2 separate regions of the Rattus norvegicus genome follow, and region 1 is linked to region 2. A link is a contact called in public Hi-C data. All regions are on one chromosome and are shown on one strand. Each heading gives the region's core, a stretch centred on a gene start, on an enhancer-like site or on the middle of the called end of the contact. The rest is flanking DNA. Distances are from core to core; before and after follow the strand shown.

The links. Hi-C and Micro-C count contacts between places; a contact is called where the count stands out from the background.
Region 1: a contact with region 2 is called in a Hi-C map of the A7r5 cell line, with 1.9 times the contacts expected there. The contact joins two enhancer-like sites.

What each region holds. Positions count from the first base shown.
Region 1 is chr8:29,815,063-29,822,715 of GRCr8, reverse strand. No RefSeq gene overlaps it. Among named protein-coding and RNA genes, the nearest start is that of Bmper, 190 kb to the left of the region's middle. Within about 2 kb of position 3,120, at least 10 of the 93 cell types and tissues checked have an H3K27ac peak or open chromatin away from gene starts, as enhancers often do. A contact at or near this core is called in the A7r5 cell line, where this site is marked.
Region 2 is chr8:29,618,996-29,626,093 of GRCr8, reverse strand. All of the region lies in intron 19 of Bbs9 (Bardet-Biedl syndrome 9), which reads right to left. Among named protein-coding and RNA genes, the nearest start is that of Bbs9, 330 kb to the right of the region's middle. Within about 2 kb of position 1,448, at least 25 of the 93 cell types and tissues checked have an H3K27ac peak or open chromatin away from gene starts, as enhancers often do. A contact at or near this core is called in the A7r5 cell line, where this site is marked.

The DNA.
Region 1 (7,653 bases), core at 1,871-4,370, 190 kb before region 2:
GATACTGTGGTTATGTGAATCTACACCACAGAAAACACAGAACAAACAAAAGAGTGTGCCCGAAGGCTAAAGACTAGGAACGGCATCTACAAGGTGCCTATTCGAGCCAATCAAAGTTCTCATTTCATCAAAGTCAATGATCACTGCCCCGGGAAGCTGGGTGCTAGGTTCCCGGGCTTTCTCTGCACTACTGTTACAGTCTACTGTGATCTATAACTGTTTCAAAGTAAAGAGAAGGCAAAGAGGATAGAGAAGGCGCCCTTAGAGCTACCGAGCTGTCCCTCCAGTTCACAGATTTTGCTGTTAACTCCTGTTTTTATTCAGGGTTTTGTTTGTTTGTATTACAAATTAGACTGGAACTCATTCTGTTAAGTTCAGCTAGCCTCAAACACCCAGTGATCCTCCTGCCTCAGTCCCCTTCTTGCCACAAGGTGAACGGCCATGCCTGACTCCCTGCTCTCACTCTTAGCGAGAGTACCCTGTGGTCCTGGGTTTTGGACGCTTGTATGGTAAGAAACAATCAGACACTGATAAGAAGCCATACATGTAAGAAGCTCTTGTTCAAGGACTGTATGAGATAAAGAAAGGACAAACTAGAATCCCAACATTCAGATCACAGGGAAAGCTCCACATAGAAACCTTTTAAGACCCAGAGCCCCAATCGGGGAGCAAGAGTTTGAGTCAAGGAGCACACCAGATGGATCCCTTACCCTTCACTGCCTTTGTACCCCAGGGCCCCATTCACAACAGTGGGGCTCTGGTGTTGGCATTAGTGGCTTCAATGGAACTGTGGTAGGCTGAGTGACAACTGCTCTGTGTTGAGGATACGGCATAAGAACCTGGGGTGAACACAGCCTGAGGTACCCTGTGTCACCTTGGAGAGCCTTTGGTGGGGCTAACAGTCAGCTGTCATGTGGATAGGAGCTCAGTCAGTGTTAAAAGTCAGACTGTTTATTCCATGTGCACAAATCAGATGAGATGGGTCTCTAGGCTGTTCCAGCCCTGATGTCCTGCACTGCCATGAGTCATCTGGCTGATCTAGTCACGGATTCGGCAGAGGCAGTGCTCTCTGTTCTCTGTTTCCGGGCAGCCAACATGAAATCACCTCGTTTTGTGCCAAGTATTTGACACTCATCGTGGACGGCTTATATTATTGACTATAGTTTTATCTATCTTGCCCGAAAACTAAATTTCAAGTTTCCCCTGAGCCATAGTTGTCTGTTACTTTTAACCCTTAATGCTCTTTCACACAGCAAATGCAACAGCATATTTTAATTGAACAGAATTCTACAACAAAAAGTAACAATTTTAGTTTAAATTTTTGATAGATTTAACCATTTGAATGTATAAGACATTAAAAATTCCACAAAGTAAAAACCTACCACCAGAATTAATATAACAGCAGCAGATTGGGCAACATAGTTGCAAAGTATATGAAAGATAACAATGCACGCAGAGATAAATAAGGAGAAAAGCCAAACCGATAACTGACAAACTTAAGGTAATACAGACGCCAGTCCTCAACTCGCCAGACACATGACCAAGATCAGCAAACACCAGCAGGAATCAGATTATTCACTGCTGGTGATGATGTGAAAGAAAAAGGGTCATTCATATCCTCTGGTCATTCCCAGAAATGATGACGGTGAAGATGTAGTAAAATTTTATCATAAACTGATACTATAGCTCAGCTTTTGGGGATAGCATGAATAGTGCCTCAGTTAATGTGGTGCCAAGCATCTCTGTTGAGAAGTTAGATTCTGTCCAGTGGACAGCCCGTGGTGCGGCTGGATCACGTGGTGTGGCTGGATCACGTGGTGTGACTGGATCATGTGGTGTGGCTGGATCACGTGGTAGTTCTGCGCTTAGTTTTTTGAGGGAGCCTCTGTACCAATTTCCGCTGCAGCCGCACTAGTTCACACGCCCACCAGCTATGTTCAAGGGCTCCTCCCCAACCCAGCATCTTTGCCAGCATGTGCTGCTTTTTTACCCCGTGGCCTTTACCTTGGACTAAGGTGAGATGGAGTCTCAGTGGAGCATTTCCCAGGTAGCTAAGGATGTTGAACAGTTCATGTATTTATCGGCTATTTGTATTTCTTCATGTGAAAAGTCTGTTGTGTCCACCGCCCATTTGTTGGGTTAGTCACATTTATACGATTCCATTTTTTGTTTGTTTCTCGGTGTTTATTTGTTTGCTTTAGTTCTTCAGATATAGTCTAGAAAAATCTCCTGTTGGGAGAATATTTAGAAAACTATGTGTAGCATGTAGTTTTTCTACACTGCTTTGAGTTCTTGGCTAGTCCCCCCCCCCCCCCCCACACACACACACATTTAGCTCAGCGGCTGGACTTTTCTAAGCCTCTCGCAGCTAGGTGAACGTGTCTTTTCCTTTACTCCTTCCTCAGCACCTTACATCTGCCCCCAGCTTAGTTGCGTTTCTAGTCTTCTGCCTGGGGAAGTGGCCAATCACTCCACCCTGATCTCACATAGCTCGTGATTCTTCCTCCGAAGCATGGTGAATTCCCTTTTTCCTCCTGTGTCTCCTAACCGGCCTTTAGGAACCTGGAAGTCCCGCCTCTTCTTCCCAGCCATTGGCTGCTGGCATCTTTAGTCATTGATCAAGAACCAATTGGAGAACAGAACCTTCAGCGTTTACAGGAAGGTTCCAGATCAAAGCATCAGAACCACCTCCTACAACTATGGCTTTTTAGGCTTTCAACTGCTTCTTAAGCTAAGCCGGAGCCCTACATAAATACTGTTGTTGGTATTCTGTCTAAGCTCCACCCCCACAGCTACCTGCCCGGTATGCTCCGCCCCACAGTTGCCTAACAACAGCCAGCTGTGCCTGACTATAAAGAGGGCTGCTTGCCCCCTCCTCTTTCTCTTGCTCTCTCTTGCTCTTTGTTCTCTTCTCTTCCCTGCTCTTCCCCTTGTCCCTTCTCTCTCCATCCCCCACTTCCCTCCAGGTGCCCGTGGCCCAGTCTCCTTTACTTCTCCCCCCTTCTACTCTTCTTTTCTCATTAAATCTCTCCACGTGGAACCATATTGGTTTGGTGTGTTCTGTCTGGACATGAGCCGAGATTTCTACCTCAACAGCTGTAGCATTCCCTGTTGCTATGATGAATCATCATGACCAAAAGCAGCGTACAGAAGAAAGAGCTTGTTTTAGCTTACGGTTCCAAAGAGAGAAAGAGTTTCTGGTGGGGGAGTCATGGCAAAGAAATTGAGAGATCGCAGCTCCACTCATAGGAAGGAAACAGAGAGCATGAAATAGAAGTGGGGTGAGGTTATAAACGCCCCAAGCCCATTGCCAGTGAGGTATTTCTTCCAATAAGACTCCATCTCCTAAAGGTAACATTTCCTCCCAACACTGCTCTACCAACTGGGGACTGAGTGTTCAAATGCGCGAGTGTGTGAAGACACTTCCCATTCAAACCATCACAGACGCCCACTGACAGACCCCCAGGGAAGGAAAGAGAACAGCTACATTGTAGATCATGATGGAGTTTTACCCAGCCACAAAGAAGACTTAAATCATGACATCTAAAGGAAAATGGATACAGAGATGATCGTGTTGAATGAAATGAATCGGCTTAGAAAGATTAATATTGCATTTTTCCAGTAGTGAATGGAAATTCGGACAAAAAGGAAAGGAAGGCAAAAAATAAAGGGAGAAACACTGGGATGTGGAAAGAGGTTAAGAAAAGCAGACGGGACAGTATAGCATAAAGAGAATACCATCAGTGTGGGTTACATGCACACGACGAAACGTTCTGCTGAAACCCTACACTCTGTATGGTTAACACATACTGATAAAAATACACATAGGAAAATTGATAGTAGGTAATAAAACTCATACGTGCCCAAATAGTTCATTTGCGAGGTACTTCTTACTTTTCTACAGTTATGCATTTGTTGGAGCAGGTAGCCTGCGTGTGCCTTGGCACCTGAGTGCAGGCCAGAGGACAGTCTGCAGGAGTGGATTCTCTCCTCCCCCACGTGGGTGGAGAGCTCTAACTTAGGCCATAGGCTTGGTGCCAAGCCTATTTCCCTGCTGAGCCATCTCAGCAGCCACTTGAGGTATTTGTTTAAAATGATAACAACAATAAGGAAACCAAAGCAAGAATACTCCGTTTAGAGCCTGGAGAGATGGCTCAGTCCTTAGGAGCATTTGTGGCTCTTGCAGAGGTCCCAAGTTTGGTTCCTAGCACCCACATGACAGCTAACAACTGTCTATAACTTCATCTCCAGGGGACCCCTCTTCTGGCCTCCATGGGCACTGTACACATGTATTAACAGACAAACATTCAGTCAAAGCATCCATACATGTAAAATAAATTAACTTAAAAGTAACCTTCATAGAGTTATTGTAAGGCTGTAAATTTAGTTGTTTACTCATAGAAAAATTATCACAAGTATCAGTTTTTATCAATTAATATACTACATATAAAATAAGTATAAATCTCTAGGATAAATTATTGATTCATTCCAAATATCAGGACAGAAAAAGACATGTCCAGCAGCTACTATAGATTTTTAAAACAAAAAAAGTATTAACTTGGTTTACAGATGTATAGCAAGCTACTTAAAAGGGTTCCAACGTTTTCGAAATTGTGTTTGAGGGACGGGGACAAGATCGAACGAAAATGCAAGTGGAACAGTGTCTACATTTTGTCTTTAAAAAGGATGGATAAATGGAGCTGAAGAGCTGGCTCAGGGGCTAATAATTCTGCTGCTCTAACAAAGGACCTGGTGTCTGGGCCCAGCACCCACATGGCGCCTCACAACAAGCTCCTGCTTCAGGAGACCCAACACTCCCTTTTCTGCCTTCAAGGGCAATGCAAACTTGTGCGGCACAGACATCATGCATAGAAGACATATAAAATAAAATCAATAATTTACAAAGGCATTTAAGGGACTGGGGAGGTGGGACTAGTAGATAATGCATTTGTTACTCTTCCAGAGGACAGGGGTTTGATTCCCAGCACCTACGTGGCTGCCCTCTTCTGACCTCTGCAGGTACTAGCCATACACATGGTATACATAAATACTTGCAGGCAAAACACTCCCGCTGTGAAATAAATCTAAAACAGGAAACTCGAACGGAGCAAGAGACATTGAAGCATCTTTGGAGGAGATCTTGAAGGATTTAGATGAGGGGGAACCATAATCAGGATAGATGGTATGAAAAAAAATCTATTTTCAATTTTAAAAAGTTGTGAAAAGTTTTGCGAGGGGGAAAACTTTTTAAGTGTAAATTTTAAAGGTGTAAATGTGAATGCCAATGTAAATGTAAATGTGAGGTTTAATATGCAGAGGTGTGGATCACATGCGTGATATGGCATGTGGCCTCTGGGCTTGAGAAAACCCAGAGTAAAACGTCAAAGTGAGCTGTGCCCACGTGCCAGCCGTGCACCTCCACAACAGCAACCATCTCCCAGAGTCTTCAGTGCAACACCAGCCATGATTTATTCTGCCCGTTTCCCTAGTTTATCAGATTCTCTTATTTGGCCAAAGTCTCGGTTGGTGGGAGATCCAGGAGGTGAGTCTTTGTTGGTTCAATGTCTAGTCACGTGATCTTTACCTTGTGCCTCGCCGAATTGCAAAATGAGGAAACACAAGAAGTTGCTACAGAGATGGCATCAGGTCTTTGGAGAAAGCCTGGGCCTGCCCTGAAGCTGCACCTTCAGTCCCTCAGTGCGTTTGCCGTTGAGATTTCCTGCTAACAATCCTGCAGGATGTAAGTGAGCGGAAGCTGACGGCTTCTAACACGTAATTAGCGTGGGTGACTCCTCGTTCTGCTTGGGCCAGCACAGCACACATGATAAGCAGGTAAGAACGATTTATCGTACAAAATAAACCTTCGGACTTGGGGTTTTTGTGGGAAACGTGATTTGTAGAGATGGTATTTTTCCATTCTGTTAAAATTGCCAGGACTTGATGTATGAGTGTCAGGGAAGGCACTACTGTTCATGCAGATAACACGAGAGAATTCTCGTGTTTGACGAGAGAAGCAGGTGAAGAACAGCAGTCTGGAGACGCCCATAGGCAGTGATCACCAGCCAGGCTGATGGTGATGACCAACCATCCTGAGGGGCAGCTGTGCCCTCCTAGGGAAGAGGTAAACACAGGGTAAACAGCCGGAGGTCACATGCATGTGACTTAAAGTGACACCCAGGGCAAAGGTTGAAAGAACAAGCCAGAGCGGTCAACCTTCCTCATATTGTGGTGAGCCCCAGCCATAGCATTATTTTCGCTGCTACTTCGTGACTGTAATTTTGGCACCGGTGTGAATCGTAATGTAAATGTCTGATATACAGGCTGTCTGATATGCAACCCCTGTAGTGTCCTACTGGTTGAGACCCATTGAACTACAATCTCCAGAAGGAAGGTGGCCCTGCTGCTGCCTTGAACTCTCAGTGAGACTAATTTGAATTTCTGGCTCCGTTATCTTGAGGGAATAAACCTTTGTTATTTTAAGCTACCAAATTTGGGGTAATTTGTTACGGCAGCTGTAGAAAACTAGTGTGGTAACATTCATTCTTAGTAAACAATCACCAGAAAGCCTTGTCTATAAGAGCTGGAGTTTGTTAACCGCCTACGTGTCAATCAACAGCAGTTTCAACAGTTATGGTAATAATTTTGCAAGTGTTATAAATGAAATGGGTCTGAGGAGACAGCCCAGTGGTCAGTGCTTGACAGGCTACCCAGAGACCAGACACAGCATGGGAAGGAGTTCTGAGAGAAGGGGTAACTGGGAGCAGCAAAAAGAACGACTCAAAGTCAAGTCATGGGCGAGCCGGCGGCCTGGGTTCTGCTGAGATGGCCTTACAGACTGCTCTCTCTACAGGTAAAAATTCTAAATATTATCTGGATAGCTCGTGGGTTTTCTGACTAAGTCGGGAAAGTTGCTATAAAAACTTACTATGTCTTCTGACCAAGTCAGAAATCCTGTTAAGAGAAAATTCTTGAAGAGCTATTTTGTTCTCTAGAGATTTCAAGACAGCTCAGCTTTTTTTTTTTTTTTTAATTAACTTATGTATACGAGTACACTATTGCTGTCTTCAGAACCAGAAGAGGGCATCGGATCCCATTACAGATGGTTGTGAGCTCTCATGTGGTTGCTGGGATTTGAACTCAGGACCTCTGGAAGAGCAGTCAGTGCTCTTAACCACTGAGCCATCCCTCCAGCCCAGTTCAGCTCTTTCTAGAGAAAAACCTAAGAAGGAATTGCTTTGCGCTTCTGCTAGCTCATCTCTTGCAGACCAAAAGTCCAGTTTCTTATTTGCATATTTATTCAGTAATTAATTCCAGGTTCCCTTTTGATTATCTTATGAATCAACATCTCCTGACCCCAGCACTTTGATTCTTAAGAGATAGCATGAATACATTTTTTTTTCTTAACATTGCAGAACGCACGTTGGGCCTTTGTTAAGCACAAAAGATAAACTAGTTGGGTGTGACCCCCTGAAATTACCATTTCTATCACTCGTGGGCCTAACCTTGCTGTGTCCCAGGCTGACCTTGAACTCCGGAATCTGCCTGCTTTTGTGTCTTTCTGACAAGCTGGCTCATAGTGTAGCTAGCTGCCTTTGTTCCTTTATATTCATAAAGCCCCTCAAAATTTATATTGCATTCTTATATTTTACATAG
Region 2 (7,098 bases), core at 199-2,698:
CAAATTTCAAATTAAAATGTCATGAAACACAGAATCAAACATACTACTGAAAGCTTTGAAAGTCAGATGTACTGGATCCCTTGTTTTACTTTGTTATACTTCGATTAAAACATGAAGACAGGGGCTGGAGAGATGGCTCAGCTGCTAGGAGCCCTTGCTGCTCTTGCAGAGGACCAGAGCTCAGTTCTCAGTGCCCACGCCCACAACGAGATGGCTCACAACCATCTCTAACTTCAGGGAATTCCACATCCTGTTCTGCCTCCGCGGGTACACACACACACACACACACACACACACACACACACACACACACACTTCCCCTTTTCAGTATTATTTGAGATGGCATTCCCACAGTCCAGACTGCGGCATGGCAAAAGCTTTCCAATGAGGATGAAGTTTACTTTGGCTGTAAAGATGCAATTCATATCCAAAAGCATTGTTCTCTCAGCAAAAGGAAAATCTTATTTAAAGATTCAAAAAGAAACGAGAAAGATCATGGGTGTCAGGAAGGCACGGTGAGCTTCCCAGGTTTGTACAGTAAGCCCATCCTGAATCTAGGGCCTCTATGAACTCATGCTCAGACGAAAGCCAACCCTGGGAGTTTTATTACGAAAGCATAGCAGGGATCCGACTTTGCTTGTTGGTGGTGGTTTGTTTGAGACAGTCTCTCTCTGTAGACCCCTGGCTGTCCTGGAACTCGCCTTGTAGACCAGGCTGGCACTGAACTCAGGAATCCATCAGCCTCCGCCTCCCGAGTGCTCACCACCACATAGAGCATTACTTCTTAGCCATGTTTAGTGCCCCATTAGTTTACATACAGACGATGAAGAATGGATTCTGCTCTGCAGTGGCTCTCACTGGGAGGCCCTGCAGCTCGCATACACCGTGGAACTTTCATTTCCAAGCCTGGAATTAGAATACATTTCCATCGTGACCACTGGCAGGGCTAGTAAGAGCGGAAATCGATGCGTATGTCTCATTAAAAGCTTGACTCACGCATTCTATGTCCATAACATGATAAAGAAACAACCTGGGCCTTGCTGCTTAGGAGCAGCAGGGCATGACGGCCGTGACCCTGGAAATCAAGGTGCTTTTGCCTAGAATTTCCCTGACACTAATCTGTTCCTGCCAAGTGCCTGGAAAATTCACATAGAACTCGTTTTAGAAAACAAATGACTCCTGAGAAACTTCATTATACTTAAGAACCCCCTCCTTTTCCTTTTCAGTGTACTGCCCAGAAGAATGTAAAGGTAACCACTGTGGGGACATAGCTGTTAGCTGAGGCATTTCGAATGTATACCATTGATTCATAAAAATGTTAAAAGGAGAGAGGCAAATAACTTATAAGTGACACAGAGAATAATTCTGCTATTTCTGCACAGCTTATTCACCAAGTAGACATGTAACTTCATCAGCTGAAAGGAAACTGACTCCAATGCCTGTCTCATATAAAGCTAAAAATACAACTGATCTCAGGCCTGATTACGATTTTTACCTCCGTACCTCTCCGCACCCCTGATGGCTGGTCTAAGTTTTACCTCTTTCTATAAAATGATCTACCTACAGCCAAGTGAAACCCAAATTTAAAAAAACAATAATAATTAACGGAATCAGGTTGTAAAAAGACAAATGAATATTTTCTGGGCCATGCTCTGTCACTGAACACATTGCTTAGTGAAGCAGGAATCTGTGGTTGGCAATGCAAGAGCTCATTTACAAGCCCTGGAGAATGCCACAGTTATCTCTCTCCAAAAACAACATCCACAGGGTCTGAATAGCTTCTAAGTTTAGAATGCCTTGGGCAACAGTCTTCTAGACAGACATGTCTGTGAGTAGGAAGCCACCCACGCAGCATGGAGTACCGCAGTCCATGGAGGGGAGCAGCAGTGAGATGGGGAGCTGGCTGGCTGGCTGTCCCCAGGCTCCCCTCTACCTAAGGCAGTCAGTGTTACGATGAGTTCTACATGTGATCAATTACAGTACGCTATTGATCCGCTTCTGGGAGAACCTGGGGACCCCACTGTGTCGGTGATGATATTGACCATTTCCTCAGACTTCCTGAGGTGAAGTAACATTTACATACATGTACACATATGCACACATGCATGTACATGCAAACATACATACTCACGTGTAAATAGGCAAAAATAAGTCTGCGAAGAGGGTCTAGTTCTTCTAAACACTTGTGGTTTTTATGATTTTGCTTTTTAAAGCAAAAGATATTATTCATACCCTTACTGCCTGGTAGAACAAGCTTACAACTAGAGTACATGGAAAGAATGTTTCTGTACATGGGATATGTATATACAACAACATGACATACATGTGTACACAGGATATGTCCACAGAATAACGCAAGGCAACAAGTGGGACTGCCAGGGTTCATGTAGCAGGAAGGGTAAAGAAGAGCATGCCTACAGGCATGGCTGCTGGGACACTAGACCTGGAAGAGGCCTTGTTGGAGACGCTCTGCACTCAGTTTCTACTCTAAATGCTTCCAGGCCAGAGGCTGCCTTGTTACTAGCTTTACCCACCCCCATATCTCACATGTGGCAAGACTTTCATGAGCAGTTGATATTCTAAAATAAATGAGAACTTCCAATGACTCCATAACACGAGAATGCACCAGGCAGCACTGCTCCGGGCAAGCTTGCCTTCCAGATGAACAAGATCGAGTCTGTCACATCTTAAAAACGTCTGTGGGCTGCGTGATTGATTAGGCTGACTGTTTCTGTAAATAACCAGGATCGACAATATCTACACCACCACATGCACCTCTTACACAGATTCGCCCAAATCTTCACTGCTCACTGCTCTGAGGGTGGAGAGCTCAGGGAAGTCCTCACCGTTGGACGGCCTCTGCAACTGCAGGAAGTACACGGCGTCTTGTGCTCGACACTCTAGGTGCCAGTAACATCTCCTACCATTAGCTCTAACAACCAAGAGTATCTCCAGACGTTGCCGACAGTCAATGTCCTTGGAACAAAATCGCCCTTGTTGGGACGTCTGGTCTAGAGTCCGTGATCTTATACTAAAACACTTTTGATTCCTATCAGAAGCGGAGCCTAGAGTCAGAGCAGGAGGCCGTGAACACTGACATTCAGGGAGTTGGTATCTCAGTCAACACTGGAGACTCCGAAGTACCAAAATGACAATCAGAAATGTGTTTTGATGGGTGATATTAGAAGTTTTATAATTATAATTATAAATACCAGACTAGGTCTGGCCCACTGACAAATATGCCCATACTTTCCTTTCCATGATCAGGAAATATTAATCCAGTAATCCACTTGTGGGGTGGGTCAAAGTCTTGAGTTTAAATAATCGTAGGTATTGCCTTTCAAGAAGTTTCTTGATGTTCATTGTGATGTTAGCATTACTTACACAAATAACTTAAGAGTTACACATTATGTAGATTGCCAAAGGTATATACAGCATTAAGTCTGTGAAACTGGGGGTGGTGTACAGGACTTGCTAAGCTTTATCAAGCTAATAAAAACTGAATAAATGTACTATTAAAACAGAGCCACTTACTATACGTACCATGTGCCAGACATAGGCTTGAGAATTCAATAGAGATTATATCTGAATCTTTTTAACAACCTTTCTAGAAAGTTATTGTTTATGACTAATGAAGAAAATAAGATTCAGAAAGGTTAGCCAACTTGGTCAAAACCATATGTCAAGGCAAAGATGCAAATCAGGTCCACCCCAAACCCATAAGGCAGAAGTCCTTTTCATAACACCATGCTGTATCCTATGGATACAGACAGAGACGCAGACAGACGGACAGACAGACAGACAGACACACACACACACAGACATGGGGGGGAGCAATCTATATTTTTAAGATGTAGTAAATTCTACATAAATTATTACCAGCGTCAAGAGGCAGATTCTACAAATGAACTCCCCTCACCGACTGATTGCGTGGGGACGAAGAGTCCAGAATCCTTTGCATGTCTCTCTTTTAAACAAACCAACACTGGGGTGCACAACTGCTTTTGTGTCCTACACATTGCTCTCTGACTTTCGTCCTCCTCTGTGCTATATGGAGGCCTTTCAGCCATTTGGGTCTATAACCCCGGCATTGATCAGGCAATCAAACACTAAACTAAACTAAACTATCCCAGACAAGAAACCAAATCCAGGCCCTTGCCCTTTAGCCCTAAGAGCTCCGTGATCTCTGTTTGCCTTCGTTTTCTTCTCTGTAACAAGAGGCTTTGTCACGGGCTTCTCAGTCACAGTGCCTAGCACACAGTAGGCACGCAGCAAAGCCCAACATGATTGCCATGATCTTAGCCTTTAGTGTTGCACGGCCACAAATTCAGCCTACGCAATGTTCATGAAAGCGAGTGACACAGAGCGAGCACATGCCTGAAGACAGTAACGCCTTCCATTTGCCTATCGCTTCTTTTCATAACTTTGACCTCAGTGTCTTATGCTGGGATAGATTTTAATATAAAATAGGCATTACTTACCAACATCCAGCATACTATCCACTCTCCTGCACACCCATACCCCTCCTGTATTGTGCCTGCGCACTCAGAACCATGCAGGCAATGCCGCCCACTCGGCGAGCGCAGAGACTGCTCATCTGTGAACATTGTGTCCCTAGAACACCAGTGAAGCCTAAGGCACAGCCTGCTCCTGAAACATCTGTCCAGCTAAGCAGAACTAGCTCTCACCTAACACATCAGAGGGTGGCTTGCTGGGTGTCTGCGGCAGAGTCCTTTCAGAAGCAGAGGTGGTACAGGGCACAGGGAGGAAGGCCCAGGGGTCTAATTTGTAAAACAAAGTCAGATGGTGTCCAAAGTGAAGAGAATCCATGCTGGGCCTTGGAGCTCAGCTACAATGATCACACCCATCTTTCTTTGGGACTTTGTTTAGTGTTAAGATGTCAAGCTCTTCGCCCAGTTTCCCAGAAGATGGCTGCTCTGAGTACACTCCCTGGCTGCCTGCTGTGGGCTCTCTCGCCTGAAACGAGGTTTCACTACCCCACCCCTCCCACCGTGCCAGAATGTGTTCCCTCACAGGAACTCCACAACAAAACTGTGTCCATGGATCTGCAGTGATGAACGTTAGGACTTCATGGTGTGAGAATCTTCGCAACCACACCTTGCTTCAACATCCAGCTGGCCGACAGCATATTCTTTGTTCAAACTACTTCAGCAAAACTTCCTGGAGCTAGCAAGTCCATTTTGGCAAAAAGCTTTACTGATTTTTAAACTAATGCTACTTTCTTGGGTTTTTTTTTCAAAAGGTAAAATAATGTATTCTAAAAAATGTATTTCTCTTACTAAGATTGATTTACCTAAGGGGAGGATATCTTATGTGCACCTGCACAGATACACACACCTACACATGCAAACAAACACACATTCACATATACACACATGCACACACATACATACTCAAAAGCACATATACTCTCACATACATACATGCACTCACCCATGCACACACATACATATGTGCACTCACATATGTATTCATATGCATGCACTCACACATTCTCACACACAGACACATAACACACACATAAATACACACATGCACACACATACATACTCATAAGCACACATACATGCACTCATGCAGGTGTATACATACTCACATACACACTGGCACACACACTCACATAAGCATACACACTTGCACTCACACACACTCTCAGTAGCTTCAATAAATAGCAATCGAGCATTACCCAGTGTTGCTAACAGATCTTAGGGAGAAGCGAGGCTGAAAGGACAGCTGAAACTGCTGCAGATGCGGGAAGCATCCACTGGACAGTGCCATGTTTCATTGTTACAAGGAGATTTTTAAGTACTCTCTTCTTCTAAATGAATTTTGACCCAGTCAAAACAAAAGATAGCAGGCAACTATGCAAATTTCTAATAAAGGCCAAAATATGTGAGTTTTAAAGATTTTATTTATTAATTTATTTTGTATGTTTGTGAGTCTCTCTCTCTCTCTCTCTCTCGTGTGTGTGTGTGTGTGTGTGTGTGTGTGTGTGTGTGTGTGCGCGCGCCATTTCCGCGGATACCTAAAGAAGGCATTGGATCCCCTGGCACTGAAGTTACAGGCAGTTAATGAGCTTCCTGAAGTGGGTGCTAGAGTAGAAAGTTGCATCCTCTGGAGAAGTATCACATGCACTTAGCTGCTGTGCCGTCTCTCCAGTCCCCAGAAATATTTTTAAGTTAATATTTTAATTATTTTTATTCTTGAGATTATAATTGCATGATATTCCCCTTCCTTTTAATCTCTGTGAACCATCCATGCACACCTCCTTGTTCTTTCAAATTCATGGTTGGTTTTTATTGTTGTTGTTGTTGTGGTTAGCTATTGTTACATACATATGTATGTATGTAAGCAGGTATGTACGTAGTCCCAAGTTAATAATGTGGCCTGCTCAGCCCATATGATGAATGTCGCTTGAATGGGAACACTTGGATAACAAATTGGTGTGCTCCTCCCTGGGAAGACTATTTACCTCACTCTCAATATTTCCTAAGTTGCCTGTAGCCCTGAGGGTGAAGCAGTGGCGCGCACGCCTTGGTGGTAACCAACAGCTCTGTAATTGGACTCAAGACTACTCAAAAGAGGAAACTCAGGCCCAATCCTGGAAACCTAGCCAACTACCACAGTCCATGGAGGGGAGCAGCAGTGAGATGGGGAGCTGGCTGGCTGTCCCCAGGCCCTCCACTGCCTAAGGCAGTCAGTGTTACGGTGAGTTCTACATGTGATCAATTACAGTATGCTATTGATCCGCTTCTGACTGCAAACAAGAGAACCTGGGGACCCCAGCATGCTGGTGACAATACTGAATAGACAAAGCATTTATCCGGGTCATGAGGAAGGAATCTAAAATGCAAAGAACCAAACGCAGGCGTTAAACTAAAATTCCAGGCCCAAGCTTTTGCTCCTGTGATGCCAAGGACGGAAACACGTCACTCCTCACGTACAAGGTACAGCTAGGAAATCAGGAAAGCGCCCAGTCTCCAGTGTGCACATCAGAGGGCACGGAGAAAAGGCAAACACATGCAGTCCAGAGGGGCTGACATGAAAGGTGGGACAGGAGGCTGGATTGGGGCGGAA